Regions from separate parts of the Mus musculus genome. Here region 2 is linked to region 1. Evidence: chromatin contacts called from public promoter capture Hi-C data. All regions are on one chromosome and are shown on one strand. The core of a region is the stretch at or near the end of the contact, and the rest is flanking DNA. Distances in the headings are between cores, read along the strand shown. Region 1 overlaps Scube1 (signal peptide, CUB domain, EGF-like 1). Region 2 holds the start of Scube1 (signal peptide, CUB domain, EGF-like 1).

The links. Promoter capture Hi-C pulls out the DNA fragments that hold promoters and counts their contacts.
Region 2: a promoter capture Hi-C map of second pharyngeal arch cranial neural crest shows a contact between it and region 1, with 2.4 times the contacts expected there. The contact joins the promoter of Scube1 here to the enhancer-like site in region 1. A contact is called at or near these places in 4 of 39 promoter capture datasets (embryonic stem cells, frontonasal cranial neural crest, maxillary cranial neural crest and 1 more), 9 of 484 Hi-C or Micro-C datasets (the N1E-115 cell line, Sertoli cells, cranial neural crest and 4 more), 10 of 115 datasets of contacts at active chromatin or transcription factors (craniofacial prominence, embryonic fibroblasts, embryonic forebrain and 6 more) and 4 of 9 other capture datasets (adipose tissue, embryonic stem cells, liver and 1 more).

Annotation. Positions count from the first base shown.
Region 1 is chr15:83,680,973-83,686,033 of GRCm38.p6, reverse strand. The region is part of intron 3 of Scube1 (signal peptide, CUB domain, EGF-like 1); the gene reads left to right. Among named protein-coding and RNA genes, the nearest start is that of Gm52183, 11 kb to the left of the region's middle. Within about 2 kb of position 2,678, at least 24 of the 459 cell types and tissues checked have an H3K27ac peak or open chromatin away from gene starts, as enhancers often do. A contact at or near this core is called in the N1E-115 cell line, craniofacial prominence, embryonic limb bud and 1 more, where this site is marked.
Region 2 is chr15:83,722,085-83,727,145 of GRCm38.p6, reverse strand. It overlaps Scube1 (signal peptide, CUB domain, EGF-like 1), which reads left to right and starts at 2,107. Exons shown (of 22, transcript NM_022723.3): 1 at 2,107-2,327. The coding sequence starts at 2,240.

The DNA.
Region 1 (5,061 bases), core at 1,429-3,928:
TCTGAGCAAGGGAGGCTGGCCAGCTATCCCACAGGGAGAGGTGAGAGATGGATTTGTGCTTGGGGATTTTACAGCAGGTACAACTGTCACAGGGACCAGATGTAGGGATGGGAAGGTGGTATTGAGATTGACAGCCAGGTGTCTGGGCTCTGTGGTGAGACAGAGGCTGGGAGCCTAATGCAGCTGTGTGTTTGACTCGGCTCGTCTGTGAGAGGTGATGTTAGGAGACCAGCCTGGACTCTGGTGGGTCAGGTGTGTCTGCTGGACATCCAAAGGCAGGCACCGCACTAGCCAATGTACAGTCGTAGAGGATGGTAGAGGAGGTGCCTAGCTCCAAGAGCAGATTATCAGTCATCAGAGATGCTGCTATGAGGCATGGTCAGAGCAGGATGTTGACAAGTGTAATGTTTTTTCCAAAGAGGGGCACTATTAGGAGGTGTGGCCTTGTTGGAGTAGGCATGTCGCTGTGGGTGTGGACTTAAGACCCTCATCCTAACTGCCTGGAAGGCAATCTTCCACTAGCAGCCTTCAGATGGAGATGGAGAACTCTCAGCTCTGCCTGCATCATGCCTGCCTAGATACTACCCTGTTCCCACCTTGATGATAATGGACTGAACCTCTGAACCTGTAAGCCAGCCTCAATTAAATGTTCTTCTAAGAGTTGCCTTGGTCATGGTGTCTGTTCACAGCAGTGAAACCCTAACTAAGCAAACAATGGATAGTGTGAAACCTTCCATGTCTCAGAGGCCCAGCCTTGGTAGAGGAGGGTGGGCAGAGTGGGAAGTCCCAGCTGTCAGACAACTTCACACAACTGTGAGCCACTACGCCACACTGCACTAGGTTGTACAACCCAGTTTATGTATTTCCACAAAAAGAGCAAGATTTGAATAGAGAGGCCTCTAAAGAGGATATGCAAATGACCACTGTACATTCAGAAAAAAAAAACTGTTTAAGGTTGTTAGCAGTCAGGGAAGTGTGACTAGAAGCCAGGAGACACCAGGTCACACCCACTAGAGTGGCCCTTCTGACAAGCGCTGACCGTGTGGATGTGGAGAGCTGGAAGCCTCACACTTTGCTGCTGACAGTGTCAAGTGATGTAGCCTAACAGGAAGCTCTTAGATACGGGGACACTGGAGTGACCGCTGTGGCTAAGGCATCTGCGGCTCTTTCCGAGGACCTGAGCTTGGTTCTTAGCACTCACATCAGGAAGTTCATAACCACTTACAGTCCAGCTCCAGGGAATCCAATATGGTGGCAGATATATAGACGTGGAAATATTACTCGGTCATAAGAAAAAAAAAAAAAAGAATGCAGCTTCTAGTACAATGCCACACTGGGGGAAGCTTCAAAACAGGATGTCATGTAAAAGAAGCCAAACCCAGAGAACAATATATTATTATAACTATTATGTTTTATAAATTTATATAGTTATCATAACATTGATAATAAGCAATTCTATTGATGTGAAATGGCTAGACTAGGTAAATATGTAGAGACCTAGGGTTCGGGAGCCCTGGGACTCACTGTGAAGGGGACATCCATACTGATTGGTGGGAAGGTCATGACCTAGAATTAGTAGTGACGGTTTTGCATGACCCAGCGAGTCCGCTAGAAATGTCCACGGTGCACACCAGAGTGTGAACTGCAGCTCCATTCTAAAACGCAACTCTAGAAAGGAAAGAGCAGAAGGCTGTCCCACATAGCGAGCAGACCACACGCACAGTTCCTTCCACCCCTGGTCTGGTCAGTTTTAAACACAACCATAAGCTGGTGTCTCCCCCACCCCTACCCCACCCCGGCCCCCACTCCCAACCCCAGAGCAATCCTGGGGGTGAATGGCCTGATGTCCAGTCAAGAGGAAGGCAGTTTAAGGAACTCCTCCGCTCAGAGACCAGAAGGCCAGGCAGGCTTCTCATGTGGCTCGTTGTCACGTTTCTGATCTGGAAGGGACTTGGCTGTCCAGCACGCCATGCCTGCAAGCCCCGGAGATTCAAGACATTTACTGTATCTCTGTTCGGCACTGCTCACATTTGTTGATTAGCATGTGGGCCTGTTCAGGTGCTGGGAGATTTGGTTCTGTGCTTTCCTGACCGCTCCCTTCCCTTCCAACATTGTGGTCCCTGCCTTACAGAGAATGAAACCCAGGCCTTACATGGCTCAGCAGCTCGAGGTCAGAACAGTCCCTCAATGAATAGTGCCCCGTCTGGTGTGACCTGTGGGAAAAGATACAGACCCATAGGCAGTGGTCACAGGGTCACAGGCAGTTCTGAGGGGAAGTAGCCCCAGTCTGAGCTAGGCAGCAAACCAGCGCTTGGCCACACAGAGAGCCCTGGGGGGCCTAGATTAGCAGCTGGGCCCAGAAGGCAGGGCTTTCCTGGAGAAGCAGTGCCTGGATACAGGTAGCTCCAGGAGAGCCTGGCCTTCCTGGGCTGCATTGGGGGTTTTCACGTAACAGTGGGCTTGCTGGTCTAGAGAGCTGAGCTCCATTCTGGTCTCATCACTCAGTCCTGAGTTTAGACTTGGGCCCAGACCCTGGAGGCTGCATGCTGCTAACCGGCAGGGGGCCCGGGAGAAAGCTTCAGATGACACCCAGGGCAGTAAGTAGATAGGTCAGCCATGACCTGCTGCTCCCTCCTCCCTGCCAAGTCAGAGCTCTTGACAATTCAGGAGTGTTCTGGCTCTGTTGGAACTCAAGGCCCCGGATCTCTAAGACCCGTGTGTATTTTACCCGAAATCAAATCCATCTGGTTCTCGTTTATTTACACTTAACTCATCAAATGCAATTTTGCAAGAGTCATTCGATAGCCAAGAGGCATTTCTGCCTCAGCTGCCCTTCTGAGGGATGGGGAAGGGGAGGGCCCGCACGGCTCCTGCCAGAACCAGGTGGCTAAGCTCAGGGGCGGAGGTTGAGCCTGACTTCTCCGAGGCGCCTGAGCTTCAGTTCCCGCCCACAGGACGCTGGAGCCCAGGCAAGGCCGGACACACAGTGGATTCTGGGCAGCCACAGAAACATGGGTGGGGTCCACTCAAAACACAGAGTCTCTGTGTCAAATTGTGCTCGTTCATGGGCAACACAAAGTGAATGAAACAGGATCAAGGAGTAATTTTCAGTTATAAATAACTGCAAACTTGAGTTCCTCATCCAAAAGACAACAAACAGCCCACTATTAATAAAAAAAACAAACAGCCCTACCTGGGGCCAAGCAGCGGCCCTTGGTAGCAAACCACAGACCTTTTGCAGACGCCCTCCAGAAGCCTATGCCTTGGCCTCAGAGACCCTTCCTGTGAGGGGACAACCACAGTGAGTAGGCCCCAGCCCTGAAATGACCCCTCAGGGCTAGTGGGAACTAGAGAGCAAGGGTAGTGTCCCCAGAGCAAAGCCTGGCAGGAGTCACAGCTAAAGGCTGCCCGCTCCAATGTCAGTGCCAGACCTGTGCCTGTCCTGGGCAGTGAGTGACCCCAGGGACACTGTTAGGCGCCATCATTGATGCCATGTTCTGGCCACCCTGGGGTCCTCAGTGGCCACACCCTTGAAGTTTACGACCCAGGGAAGCTTACGAGTGAGACAGAATGTGTATGGGGGGGGGGGGGCGGGTCACTGAGGTCTAAGATAGGCTGTGCCATGGGAGCTGGGGACACAGGTGGCCTAAGTGTCGGGGACAAGTTAGTAGTGACTGGTGACTGTTGGGGTGGGAGACGAAAGAAATTTTGGGAAACATGGTACTTCTCACACTTGGCTGGCCAGGTGAGGTTCAGGCCAGACCGACATGCGTGAGGTCTTCAGGCCTTCTTAGGCTCAGCATGCCCACCTGACATTGGACACTGCCTTTGATTGAAGGAACAACTATCAAATAGTATTCTTACTGAGGGTTCCCTTCGGGGCAGGTACACAGGCTTCCTCCCTATTTGCTGTCTGTCACCTCAGCTAGCCAAAGAGGGGGACATTCCATGCAGAGAGGCTCTATCTGTTAAAAGAGGGAACCTTTTCACCCCGCAGAAGGTGTAGGCTGGTTCTGGCATCTCTCGACAAGCTGGGACTTCAAAGATAAGCTGTTCGCTCTCTGTCCTTCGGCCCTGTTACCTGGTTCAGGGTCTCCTCTAAAGCCTCCTAGAATCTTCTTAGCTTAGTTCCAGTGCCTAGGTTAGTTTAGTTTCCCTGCCTTCTAGGAAGGCCCACTGTGGTTTTAAAGGGGGATGATAGAAGCAAGACATCCCGGGCCCACCCTAGCTGTTACAGGGTCCCTGAGGCGGGGCTGGAGAGAGGCCCTCAGCGTCACTACACACAGGTTCTGTCCTGCTGAGGCCTTGAGGGTTAGTGACACCCAGCTTGTCAAGCTACTTCTCCAAGAGTGTCATTCTGCCAGCTAGGTCCAGGAGAGCTAATATTGTTTGAAAGCCTTGCAGGGTCGTGGCCACAAAGTAGTTAGAGCTCAATTGGTGACACACCTCCATGCTCAGGGCTTAACTTTCCCAGCTGCCTTCGTCAGCACACAGGGATCTAGCCAGTCACTGGCCTTGGGGGTTTCCAGAACTCTCCTGCTGCGGCAGTGCTCAGAGGTCCTTCCCTCTCTGCCGATCCTCTAGCTTCGGGTCACCCATCTCCCTGGACTGAAAGCTAAGCGTTCACATCACCTCCTCCAGGAAGCTTCCCGTCCCCGTCCTTGATTTCTGGTTTAAAATCCCAAGCTGTATTCATTCTCAGTCAGCGTTTAGTGTCTGTGCATGCAGAAGAGCAAGGGCTTGGGTCTGAGGAGACGAGCCTATCCCTGGAGAAGGATCTGTGTGTATGAGTGGGGTGCATTCTGATACTGGGAGAAATGGCAAATTCCCTCTGGATGCCTGGTGATCCAAGACAGTACTCTACAGCAGCAGCAGCTGCTGCTAGCCTCCTTCTAAAGTGAGCTGTGATATCACCCTTAGCAAGTCCTCCCTAGACTGTCAGGTATGGCCTCCTGCCCTGCCGGCCCTCAACCTGAAAGAGATAAAGGCCTATCCCCACCCAAGGCAGGTGCGGCACAGCAGGACTTGTGGTCTAGGCAAAGGGAAGTAGTGGGGAGATAT
Region 2 (5,061 bases), core at 858-3,357, 42 kb before region 1:
GGGTCTTGCACCAAGCTTATGGGGCAGGGACTGGGGTACAGACAGGAGGAAACAAAGGCTGTCCGGGTGGCAACGTGACATTGGGTTCAGGGTGCAAAAGGCAAGCTGTGTGCCAGGCTACCGTGCCTGTGGTTGGTCTAGAGAGGACCTCAGAGGAGGGTGTGGGTGCCGATTGACATGCAGAATGCACACAGGTGGCTCGGATGTGAGGTAGCCCAGTCTGTTCCCCAAACCAGTGGCTTCCACTTTCTCAGCTCAATATGCAAAGGTGCCAAGACATCCTTAGTCCTGACATTAGAGTGATGATCCCATGTAACCAACCCACCCCAGAACAATCTAGAGCCTTCTGCTCTAGGAAATAAAGCATCTTTCTCCACCCCCTCCTTCTTCCAAGGAGATAAACCTTCTCCTTGGTCAGGAACTTAGAGACTCAGCTCCCCTCCCCCAGCCCTCCTTCCCCCCCACCCTGCACAGCCCTTTGGTTCTGCCACATGAGCCATGGTCTCCTAGATGAGACCCTCGTTTCTTTTGCACGCTTAAAGAGTGTTAGTTCATCAGCAAACCTGACCTTCAAGTCACTGAAGATAAAGGTTACTGCAGATAAAATTTCCATATTAGCAAAAGAGTCCCCGGGGACTCACGGGAATCCCAAGCCTCCATCCCCCCTGAATATGAGTGGGGATGAGAGCCCCTGAGGAAGAGACATGAAAAACATTGTGCTAAGAAGTCAGAGTTCCTCTCCCAAACTCCCTCACTCCCCCCCCCCCACACACACACAACACATCTCACAAATCGATTGGTTGCACAGGCGAAGAAAAAAATCTCAAAGCCCTACAGCTGAGAGAAGACAAAATAAGGCGTGGTAACAAGGTCCCCCAAATTAAACTACATGGCCAGGAGCAACCAGGGAAAGAAAATGCATGCAGTGGCCAGGGTAGGAGCCTATGGGGACACAGTAGAGGCCAGAGTTCCACGTTTTCCTCCTTGATTCCATCTGCATAACGTGGAAATGGATCCCTTGCCTTAGTCTCCAAACCATTGCCCTAAGCCCACGGGAAGTCTGGCTAGCAGCAGGAGCCGAGACACATGACTTTAACCTTCTGGGGCCTTGGAGGTGGCTGCAAAAGTGTGTGCTGGGGGCAGGGAGGAAGAAAGAGCCAGCGTGGATGGGAACCGCTGGGCGCAACACTGCACAGGCAGAGTGGACAAAAAGCTAAAACTCTAGTCTTTGAATCTGGAGAGCAGGAGAAAACAGGAGCTCTTATTGGTGGTTGTCAAGGAGATGGGCCTTGGGGTTTGCTGAACTTCTTCAGTGTCCTGCCTCCCTCCGGAGCTGAGAGAGGCCATTGAGTGCCCGCCAGGCCTCAAGGCCGAGGGGTCAGGTGTAGACCCCGAGCTGGGGGAGGATCTGGGCTAGGGAGACCGCGACGCCACGGTTCTCCCGCCTCGCTGGGCCTGTCACCCGAGGATCTGGGCTTCGCAGAGCAACAAGAGCCTGGGTAGAGAGAGGTCACTCAATCCGGCCTGGTCGCGCGTCCATTCACTGGGAGAACGGTTCTAGGCGCGACACGCGCCTGTCCAAGACAAACACTCCTATAACCATTGTCCTTCGGGGCAGTACTGAAAAGTTCCTTTGATTTTGTACGCAAATTCTGAAGCTATCGTCCAGAGCTTTCACTGCTGACTAGTGTGTGGCTGTCCCCAGCGGCACTTGGCATCCAGTAGCGGCTCAATAAATTCCTATGTATTGGCTGCGTGCTCTTAGCATCTTCTTCACCATCCCTGGGTGCCTCTGGGCCTTTCTTCACCTCTACTCCCCCAACAGAGTGTGTGCATATCTGAAGGGAAACAGACACCCTGGACCTCGGGGATCAGCACACAAAGAGGGACTGGGGAAGAGCAGCCTGCGGCCCAGTCCAGGCCCCGGGTGACACCCTGTACCGCGACCCCAGCTCTCTCGGCTCCCACCCCCCACCTGCCGCCGGCCCCGGGAGAGGAGGCGGGCCCAGACGCCCGCAGGCCACGCCACCCGACGCCCACTGGACGGCCTCCCGCGGAGCTCCGCCCCCCACGGCCGCGGGCCAATGAGCGCGCGGCTGTCAGCTTGTCCTGCGCGCCGGCTATGTGGCTGGGAGCCGGAGCGGTAGCGGAGCTCGCTGCAGACAGGAGCGCTCGCGGAGCGGTCGCTCCGAGCGTCCCGTGCCCCGCACGCCAGCACCCGGCGCGGCCCGCAGCGAGCATGGGCGCGGCGGCCGTGCGCTGGCACTTGTACCTACTGCTCGCTCTGGGAGCGCGCGGGCGGCTGGTGGGGGGCAGCGGGCTGCCAGGTAAGCGCGAGGACCCAGGGGGATGAGGGCGCGCGGGGTCCTACAGGCTGCCACCCCGCGCCGTCGGAGGCCGCCCAGCGCCGGATCCTGCCTCCTTGCAAAGTAACTTCTGCGATCGCCCGGGGCGCCCGGGGCCGGCGGGGGCGGGGTGGACTGAGGCCCCGGGAGGGGAAGCGGGAGGCCAGAGGAAGAAAGGAAGCGCGACGGCCGCCTGCGGGGCCCGGCATGCGTACGGAGACGGGCGGGGACCCCCGAACCGAGAGCGGCGCTCCCCCGGGGCCAAGGACTGGGCAGCTGCCGCGTAGGAGATACCCGGAGGTGGTCAGAAAGGACGCGCTGAGACTGGAGGGAAGGTGGGAAGATAGAGGGACAGACGGACAGGAGCCGAGGCGTAGTGGGAACAGACAAAAGGGCCCAGGAAGAAGCCCTCAGAAAGACAGCCGCGGGAGGGAAGAGGGGAGAGGAGGCAAGGGAGGGGAGCGAGGAGGCAGTGGACAGCGGAATGGAGAAAGGCAGATCAAAGGACAGAGAGGAGGAGACAGATGGACACCAGACAGAGAGACGGGAGGACTCGGAGGGGCGTCGCCGAGGGAGGGGGCCGAGTGAGAGAGGAAGGATGGAGATGTCTGGGAAGAGATGGACAGATGGACTGTCAGACAGGAGGGGGAGAAAAGACGGACAGACGTAGGGAAGGAGGTGGATGAGAACACGAATAACAGAACAGACATCAGAGAGAGGGGGCCGGAGGCACAGGCACAGCCTTTGGTCCAGGCAGAAGGAACTGCTAGGTGGGGGTGTCCCTCCGTGATCTGAGTTTCCCGGAAGGGGCTTCCGGGCAAAGCTGCACACCGAGTCTCTCTTTTCACATTCTTCCTTGTTCTCCTTGGAGAGGGCGAGGAGGTTCCTGCCTGTCTTGCTCTCCGGAGAGTCCCACAGAGATCCAGTGCTAGGGAGTTTATGCTAGTCCATGCTACTCCATTGGCGCTGAGTTTTCTTCCATGCGCCCATTCCAGAAGCTGGGTCCTGTTGAGGATACTAGACAGTCCGTGGGCATTTCTCCCAGGTGTTGGGGGTCCTCACTTTTGTGGGACTATCCTGTGTACCTCTCCCTTCCTCTCTGTCCCTCCTAGTGTCTATCCTCTTCTGCCTTTCCTTACCCTCTGTGGAAGTCTGGTGACTCTGGAGCCCTAACAGCTGAATAAGAAAACCAGAGTTGAAGTGAGCAGCCTATATCTGAGGGTTGCACAGGGATCTGCAGTCTGGCTCAGCCAGGCTACCTTGCTTCCAGGCCAAGTTTATAGTTTGAAAGGCAGACAGCCCCAGCCACCCCTTCCCAAGTTCTGTGTTCCATCCTATGTAGGTGCGAGATAGAAGGGACCCCAGAACCCCAGGAAACTTCCTGACCCTCACTCTCATTCCCTGACCATTAGGAAGTGGAAAGATGAGCCGCTCTTAGAGGTGTCCCATATGGTCTGGCCATCTCTGGCATCCTACCCTTGAAGTAGTGGGTCCCTCAGTGACCAGCTCTCCAGAGAGCCCCTCCCTCTGGCCTCCCTACTGGCCTTGGCTTGTGCTCTCTGGTTTACTATACTGCTTGGTTCTTGCCTCCTGCCTCTGAGCAACTGCAGAGGTGGACCACACACTTGAGCAGAGGTTGCTAGCCTCAGGAGGGATGCTACATGTGTGTACATGTGTGTATCTGCCTTTTGCATGTGTTTTCATGTGCAGGGAAGACTCTCATGTGCTTCTTTCCAATGCCTCTCTCCCCTCTGGTGAGCCGGTATCAGGGAGTCTGGAGTAAAGAAGAGGGGTGGAGCACAGAGCTAGAGCCCAGGGTCCAGCCAGAAGATAAAAAAAATTCAAAGTGGACATTATTGAGTGAGGCCAGATGGATAAAGAGATGGGGACATTTGGAGCTTCCCAGGGGGACTGTCCTCAGGGCAGCTGCTGAAAGTCCCTTGTCTGCTCACCTGAGTCCTTCCGCCTGTCCATCTGTGTGGTGCTCCCAGCCAGCGGGAAGGAGGGGGATGCCCAGACGAGCTCATTCTAGGATGGAGCCTAAGCCAGTAAACAAGCAAGTGAAGGGGTGGAAAGGGACAGAGAGAGAGAGAGAGAGAGAGAGAGAGAGAGAGAGAGAGAGAGAGAGAGAGAGAGAGAGCAGCTTTCTGGATTTATGTGCTAGTGACAGGAGGGAGGGTGCACCAGAGCCCTCTGAGCCTGGATGATGCTGAAGGTCTAGAGGCTGAGCTATGAGTACTGGCTATCTGAAGCCTGGGTTGGCAGAGGGAAAGAAAGGCAGATCCATAGACTCTACTCTGGGTTGGAGCCTAGGGGATGATCCTTCCCACAGTTCCACTGCCTCGGGATCTCACATCTAGGTTATCGGCAGCCTCCTTGGGTGGCCTCTGCTTGGTACCTGTACACCATTCTGCCTTAGTTTTCCAATCTGCCACCCTGAGGTTGGATCTGAGTTCTTTGGAGGACTCTCCAAGAACTCCTCCAAGAAGGAGGAGTGTGGACTTGGAAGGATGCCTGCGGGGAAACCTAGATCCACAGAGAGGTTTTTCTAGTCTTTGGTTTCTCCGTCTAAGTGAGGATAATGGCTATACCTAATGGGACTGTTATGAAAATAAAGACCAGATGTGAGGAGATGTGTGCCTGGCACAGAGAAGCCGCCTCAAGGATGCTACCAATTTGTTCCTTGTCACATCAAACTGGCATGTGACCGTTAATG